Linked DNA regions of Mus musculus: region 2 is linked to region 1. Evidence: chromatin contacts called from public HiCAR-type data. All regions are on one chromosome and are shown on one strand. Each heading gives the region's core, a stretch centred on a gene start, on an enhancer-like site or on the middle of the called end of the contact. The rest is flanking DNA. Distances are from core to core; before and after follow the strand shown.

What was found. HiCAR-type assays count read pairs that join an accessible place to other places.
Region 2: a HiCAR-type map of astrocytes shows a contact between it and region 1, with 3 times the contacts expected there. The contact joins the promoter of Cep164 here to the promoter of Ift46 in region 1. A contact is called at or near these places in 1 of 39 promoter capture datasets (hippocampal neurons) and 1 of 115 datasets of contacts at active chromatin or transcription factors (astrocytes).

The regions. Positions count from the first base shown.
Region 1 is chr9:44,771,233-44,774,667 of GRCm38.p6, reverse strand. It overlaps Ift46 (intraflagellar transport 46), which reads right to left and starts at 1,659. Exons shown (of 12, transcript NM_023831.3): 1 at 1,495-1,659; 2 at 884-980.
Region 2 is chr9:45,827,120-45,830,554 of GRCm38.p6, reverse strand. Cep164 (centrosomal protein 164) reads left to right here and starts at 1,892. Exons shown (of 30, transcript NM_001081373.3): 1 at 1,892-2,053.

The DNA of each region.
Region 1 (3,435 bases), core at 410-2,909:
ACAAAACCAAAAAAGGTTAGGTGAGGGCTGGGCGTGGTGGCGCACGCCATTAACCCCAGCACTTGGGAGGCAGAGGCAGGCGGATTTCTGAGTTCGAGACCAGCCTGGTCTACAAAGTGAGTTCCAGGACAGCCAGGGCTATGCAGAGGAACCCTGTCTCAAAAAAACAAAAAAAACAAAAAAAAAAAAAGAAAGAAAGAAAGAAAAAAAGGTTAGGTGAATAAATGAATGGCATCAAGTCTTCTGATAAAACTCTGTTTCGATTAAAGCTGGGATGGCAAGTTAAGGGCAAGTGATGAAGCATCTTAATGAATTGTTAGAAACAAAAGCACAGTGAGCCAGGCTGGAGAGATGGCTCAACGATTGAGAGCACTGGCTGATCTTCCAGAGGACCCAGGGTTCAGTTCCCAGCACCCACACTAGAGCAGCTCATTACCATGTGTAACTCCAGTTCAAGGAGATCTGACAACATCCTCTTCTGGTCTCTGAGGGCACCAGGCAGGCAGGTGGTTCACAGAAAAACATGCAAGCAAATAACATACATACACATAAACATTTCTAAAATAGTAATTTAAAAATTAAATTAAATTAAATTTAAATTAAATTAAATTAAAAAATTAAAAAAACCCAAAACACAGCGAACCTGTGCCAGAATCTACTAGCAGTAACAGCGAGTTAAAAATGACAGGGGATAAGTTTGCACTCAAAGATCCCAAAATCTGATGGACTGGTTTCTCCCTCAACTAGTGAGAAAGCAAAATCAGCGCCAAGTTAAAGCAGGAGGTCAACACTTGCTAAGAGCTTGCTGAATACAACCTGAATCCTATCTGCGCCACTTGTTTGAAAATCACCTCCCTTTTTTTTGTCTCTCATCTTCTCTTACCTTGCTGTCCTGGGGTTGGAGTGCTAATACTGGCAACCTCTTCCGAGTCGTTAATCTCTAGACGCTCATCGTATGTCTGGTTCTCAACAATTTTGGTCTAAGCAAAAGGAAATACGATTACATAGCTCCTATCATGGGATATACATCCAGCCTCGGTGCAGAGATGCATTCACCCCGATCCAAGCTTTCCCCCAAAGGAAAGTTTCCTGACCCAAGAGCATTATTTAGCTAGCATTGGCTGGGTGCCAAGAGAAGTGCAGTGGAAAACGGTATCCAACCCTTCCCAGCAGCAACCCAAAAGCTCTACATAAGATGCAGGCAGGGAAGCACAGCATGCACAGCCAGACTGCGGCCGGCCGTCCGTCTCAGGTTTGGTCAGTTTTCGCACAGCTGTTGAGGCTTCTGCCAGAGGTGGAGGGTATGGGGATGGGACAGGATGGTCCTGAGAGAAGGCAAATTCCAGCCTCGGCCCCATCCACTAATCCTCAGAGCATCACCTCTACTTCCGCCCGTTTTGAAGATAGGATCCCACCGGGTTCTCGGAGAGTCAAGGATCCAGGGCAGTTGGTGGGGCGCAGAGAGCAAAGAACGCTGGCGGGAGCACCAATTACCTGTAGCCCCTCTGGATCCGTTTCTTCTATTTGGAAAGAACCCCAGCCGAGGACTGGGGTCTCACTCTCAGGCCCAGCCACTTCAAGGATCCCTAAGTGCAACAAGCCGCCTGTTGTCAGTCGTTAGGGAAAAAGATAAATAAATCAAAACAAAGCGAGAGTCTGAAGGAACGATCGCGAGACGTGCCCCGCCACTGCGCCGCCACCCCGCCCCTCTGCTGCGGCCGGTGGTGGCGGAAGCAGAGACGCGGCGCTGGGATAGAGCGGCCCCGGGCACTAGGCGGTCTAGCAGCCCGCTTATCTATGGTTTCCGCAACTGAGTCGGTTGTGACATCTAGTGGCCAAAGGTGGAAGGCCAGGCTAGTGGATTTCTTTTCTCCAACTAGAAACTGTCATCTCAAAGACAAGGCTCATTTGGCCTACAGTCTCTCCTAGATAGGCCTAATCCACAGTTTAGACACTCTTCAAGGAAAAGTCCAAGCATGTTTAAAAGCCCTTTTATAGCATCTCTGTGGCGCGATAGCCCTTTTCCTCGCGATACCCTATGTCACAGGAGCATACTTTCTCTTCCTTCATCTGAGATTAGGATTTATCTGTGTCCTGTGTTTTTACTTGCTAAAGAAAACTATGAGTCAGGCAAGCTGGTGCATAACTGCTATCCTAGCGCTTTGGAGGTGGAGGTAGAAGGATTAGAAGTTCAAGATCAGACTCAGTAAGTAACTTGGTAAATTTGAGGCCAGCCTGGGCTATTGAGGTCCAGTTTCAAAATTGATAAAAAATAATAATAATAAAATAAAATAAAAAATAACACAGCTGGGCGTGGTGGTGAAAGAGTAGTAAACTCAGTGCTCCAAGGTATGCTAATCATAAAACAGATAGTGACATTCCTCCACCCACCCACTTCCTGAGTTCAAGGAGTATTCATTCAAAGAAAGTCACCCTGACCATTACCGGAAGCTGCAATGCAAATGTGCTATTGTTAGGGGCTCTTAGAAACTGTCTTGAGAGTTAACAATTACCAGGTATTCCTTGTGACACCTGTGACTTTGTACTTCCTTGTGACTCTTACCTGGTATTTTTGGTATTTTCCAACAACGCCCTTCCCACCTCCTTGAGTTGTGGTTTTTCTCCTTTAAATACCCCCTTACTCAGCTACTCGGGGCGCCACAGTCCTCTACCCCTGCGTGGTGTATGACCGTGGGCCCGAGAGCACTCTTGAATAAAAATCCTCTTGCAATTTGCAACAAGACCGTTTTCTCGTTGGTGATTTTGGGGTGTCGCCTCTCCTGAGTCAGAACGTGGGGGAGTCCTCATGTTGTGGGTCTTTCAGTGGCACATGCCTTTAATCCCAGCACTGAGGAGGGAAAGGCAGACGGATCTCTGAATTCTAGGCCAGTCTCATCTACAAAGCGAGTTCCAGGAAAGTCATGGTTATACACAAAGAAACCCTATCTGGAGGCCACACCACCCCCCAAAATAATAAAAGAAAAAAAGAAAAAAAAAAGAAAAGCACACTGTCTATTCTTGCAGAGGTCCTGAGTTCAATTCCCAGCACCCACATCGTCGCTCACAACCCTCTATGAGAGGGATTTGATGCCCTCTTCTGGCCTGCAGATGTACATGCAGCAGGGCACTAACCTATAGTGTTCAGACCTACAATCCCAACTCAGAAAAAGAAAAATGAGAGACTCATACGTGCTTCTTTAAAAAAGAAAATCGATACCTAAAAATTGTACAGAGTTATGGGGCATTTTGTGTTGTTTCTATACATGTGTACATTACAAAATATTCAAGTCCTAGCATTTCTAGATTCTCAACCTTTTAAAACAAACAACTTGGGGCTGGTGAGATGGCTCAGTGGGTAAGAGTACCTGACTGCTCTTCCAAAGGTCCAGTGTTCAAGTCCCAGCAACCACATGGTGGCTCACAACCATCCGTAAC
Region 2 (3,435 bases), core at 643-3,142, 1.1 Mb before region 1:
AGTCGGGTGCTCTTACCCACTGAGCCATCTCACCAGCCCTTTTTAATGCTTTTTTGTTGTTGTTGTTTCGAGACAGGGTTTCTCTGTGTAGCCTTGGATGTCTTGGAACTCACTCTGTAGACCAGGCTGGCCTCGAACTCAGAGATCTGCCTGCCTCTGCCTCCCAAGTGCTGGGATTAAAGGTGTGAGCCACCACTGCCCAGCTCTTTCTTTCTTGAGGCAGCAGCTCACTATACAGTCCTGGAACTGGATATGTAGACCTTGCCAGTCTAGAATTCATAGAAATCTGCTTGTCTCTATCATTCTTTCTCCTCCTCCTCCTCCTCCTCCTCCTCCTCCTCCTCCTCCTCCTCCTCCTCCTCCTCCTCCTCCTTATTTTTGACTTTTTCCTGACAGGGTTATTCTGTGTTACAGCCTGACAGTCTTGGAACTTATTTTGTAGACCTGGCTGGACTTGAACCCACAAAGATATGACTGTCTCTGCCTTCTGGATGTTGGGAATAAAGGCTTTGGGATTCAGTGTGGTTCAGTCACCACTATCTAGCTGCTTTTTTCAAAAAATATTTTATTCTTTTATGTGTTCCAGTGTTTTGCCTGCAGGTATGTCTGTGTACCACATGTCTGTGTTCACATGTGTTTGCCTGGTGTGGGTAGAAGCCAGAAGAGGTGTTGGATCCTCTGGAACTAGAGTTTCTGCTGGTTGTGAGCTGCCTCGTGCTTGCTGGGAATCAGACTCTGGTCCTCCCGCAGAGCAGCAGGTGTTGGCAGCTGCTGAGCTGGTTCTACAGCCTCAGATGGCAAGTCTTGTGTATAGGAAGCTATGGGCAGTGTTTAGTTATGTCTGATATAGTCATGATATGGCATCTCTTCTATGTCTGGTCCAGTGGCCCCTTGGGGACACTTTTAAAGATTGTGATGATAATGAGGAGCAGTGATTTTTTTCCCCATCTGTGGTGAGAATAAAGGAATTGCAGAAAGATTTGACGTTAAACATGAGAAACACATCCTGATGTCTGGTTTGAGATCCCTAGTAACAACACTCGCAATTTCTCCTTGTCGGCTTAGACTCTAGCGGCGCAGGACTCGGTTTTAAATTTACAATAGTAGAGTGGGAGAGATGATGGTTCAGCCGTTGAGAGCACTGTTGTTCTTGCAGACGACCTAGGTTTGGTTTCTAGCACCCACAAGGTGGCGCACAACTGCTTACAACTCCAGTTTCAGGGGATGCAGTGCCCTCTTCTGGCCTCCATGACTATCAGGTATAATGTAGACAAAACATCCACACACTTAAAATTTTTTTTGAGACAGGGTCTCACTGTGTAGTCCCAGCTGGCTTGAAACTCACTATATAGACCAGGCTAGTCTCAAACGCACAGAGATCTGTCTGCTTTGTGCCCCAAGTGGTGGCATTAAGGGCTTGTGTTATCAGATCCCGGTCCACGTATAATACATTAAAAGGAAAAAGTTAGTAGGCAGCTCTCTTGACAACCGAGTCATCTCTCCAACCCCTTCATAGTTCTTTTATTAAGGGCCCAATCAATAGGTTGACCACTGATAATCACTGTTGTTCGCGTGATTTTACTCGACCTTTACAAAATGATGGTCTATAAATGATTGTTAATTTTGCTTAATTAATAGTAATAGTAGATTATTATTAATATTATGAATGCTTCCTTTCGTCCGCGGGAGAAATTCTCTTATCTACCTTCAGGTCTCTCTTTTAACCTCTTTGTGGTGGGAGTGGGATTGTGCTTATTCACTATTTTGAACTACAACTTTCAGGATGCAACGGGCAAAGCCTCGTGGGGGAACTTCAACCAATCCAATGCCAACGCTCTCAGTCAGCGACCTATTGGCTCTTGGTAGAGGCGGGCCTCTCAGTTGCTAGGCCAGTGCCTTTCCGGAAGTGGTTGCTGGTCGCTGCAGGGCAACACCCCGGCGTCCCTGGAAGCGGGGAGCCGGACACCCCGGCGTCCCTGGAAGGTGGGGGGCCGGGGTGGTGCTGGGGAGGAGGCGCAGAGCCATCCTCCCGGAAACCCCGGATCGGGGACAGGTGAGATCTCGGAGCCAGGCTTGGTGGCGTGGCAGGAGTTTGCAGGGAGCTGAAGCGTTGTGAGGTGTTGCTGCGCGGGAACTAAGCTGGGAGAGAAGAGCCCTCCGGCGTGCGGGGCCTGGCTTTCTAGCCTCTCCTGAATCTACACCCTACCGCCATTGCCCAGCCCATTCCTGGGCTATCCCAAGTTCAGCCAAGCGCATGGCATCTTTCGGCCAGCTGGGCAAGAGAGGAGGTTTGGGGTTTTCTTTGCACTGATTCAGGAATCTACGCCCGGAACCGCTGCCCTCTTCTTGGCCTCGGTGACTCGCCCTCGCGCGTCTGCCAGCTCAGCCCTCTGCAGGCCCCTGCATGCTTTTCTCTGCACTCCATCTCTGGATTGCGACTAGAGCCTCCAGTTACCGGTTGCTCTGGGAAGTACTTGCTGCCTAGCCAGATACCTTACTCGAGCTTAGATGTGCTTGCGGATCATCTCCAACCCGCACCCCCCCCCCGCCGCCCCCCCCCCCGGACCTTCTATCAATGTCTCCCATGTTTCTTGTCTCAATGGAGAACTTCCTCAGTCACTTAGCCCACTCTACGCTGAGAATTCATTCCGCTGTCTGCAGTAGTCATCTGGCATGCTTCAGATTTCTTGGCAGTCGGCTTCTTGGCCTAAAATCACAGTGGACTGGCTGAAATCCTCTCTGCTTTCTCTCTTCTCTTCCTTCACCTAGCTGCGAGACCCTGCTATTCTCCTGCCCTCAGGATTAGCCGCTTTTCATTCAGGTAGCCACTGGCTTGGTTCATAATTTCTTGGCTGCGCTTTCAGAATAACTGCCTCTGATTTTGTCCCCTTTTTGATTGGTTCTTGTGCAGCTGTCAGTCACCTTTCCGAACGGTAACTCTCACCACCTCCAACTTTCTTTATGAAATTCCCATGGCAGCCCCTTATGAAGTCCTGTATACAGCTAAAGCCCTCGCAAGCCCGGACTCGCTGCTCCTTGTCCTTCATTCAAGCAGTCTCTGTATTTGATAAGTGGGGATAGTAAACCTCTAGCTGAGAGGCTGGGGTGGGATGGTGGCGAATAAAGCCCTTGGTACAGTTCTGCCGCATACAAGTGTTCCGGGAAGTGTGTGGTTAGTCCAAGTTTTTGTTGTTATAATTAATCCTTACCCCATCAAGCACATTTGCTGTGCTTGTGCTCCCCCCTCCCCTCCCCCTCATCCCTTCCCCCCTCCCACACTCGAATACTCACATATACACAGATACACACACACACTCACACACACATACACAGACACACACACACTCACATACTCACATATACACAGATACACACACACTCACACACACGTACACAGACACACACACACTCACATACTCACATATACACAGACAC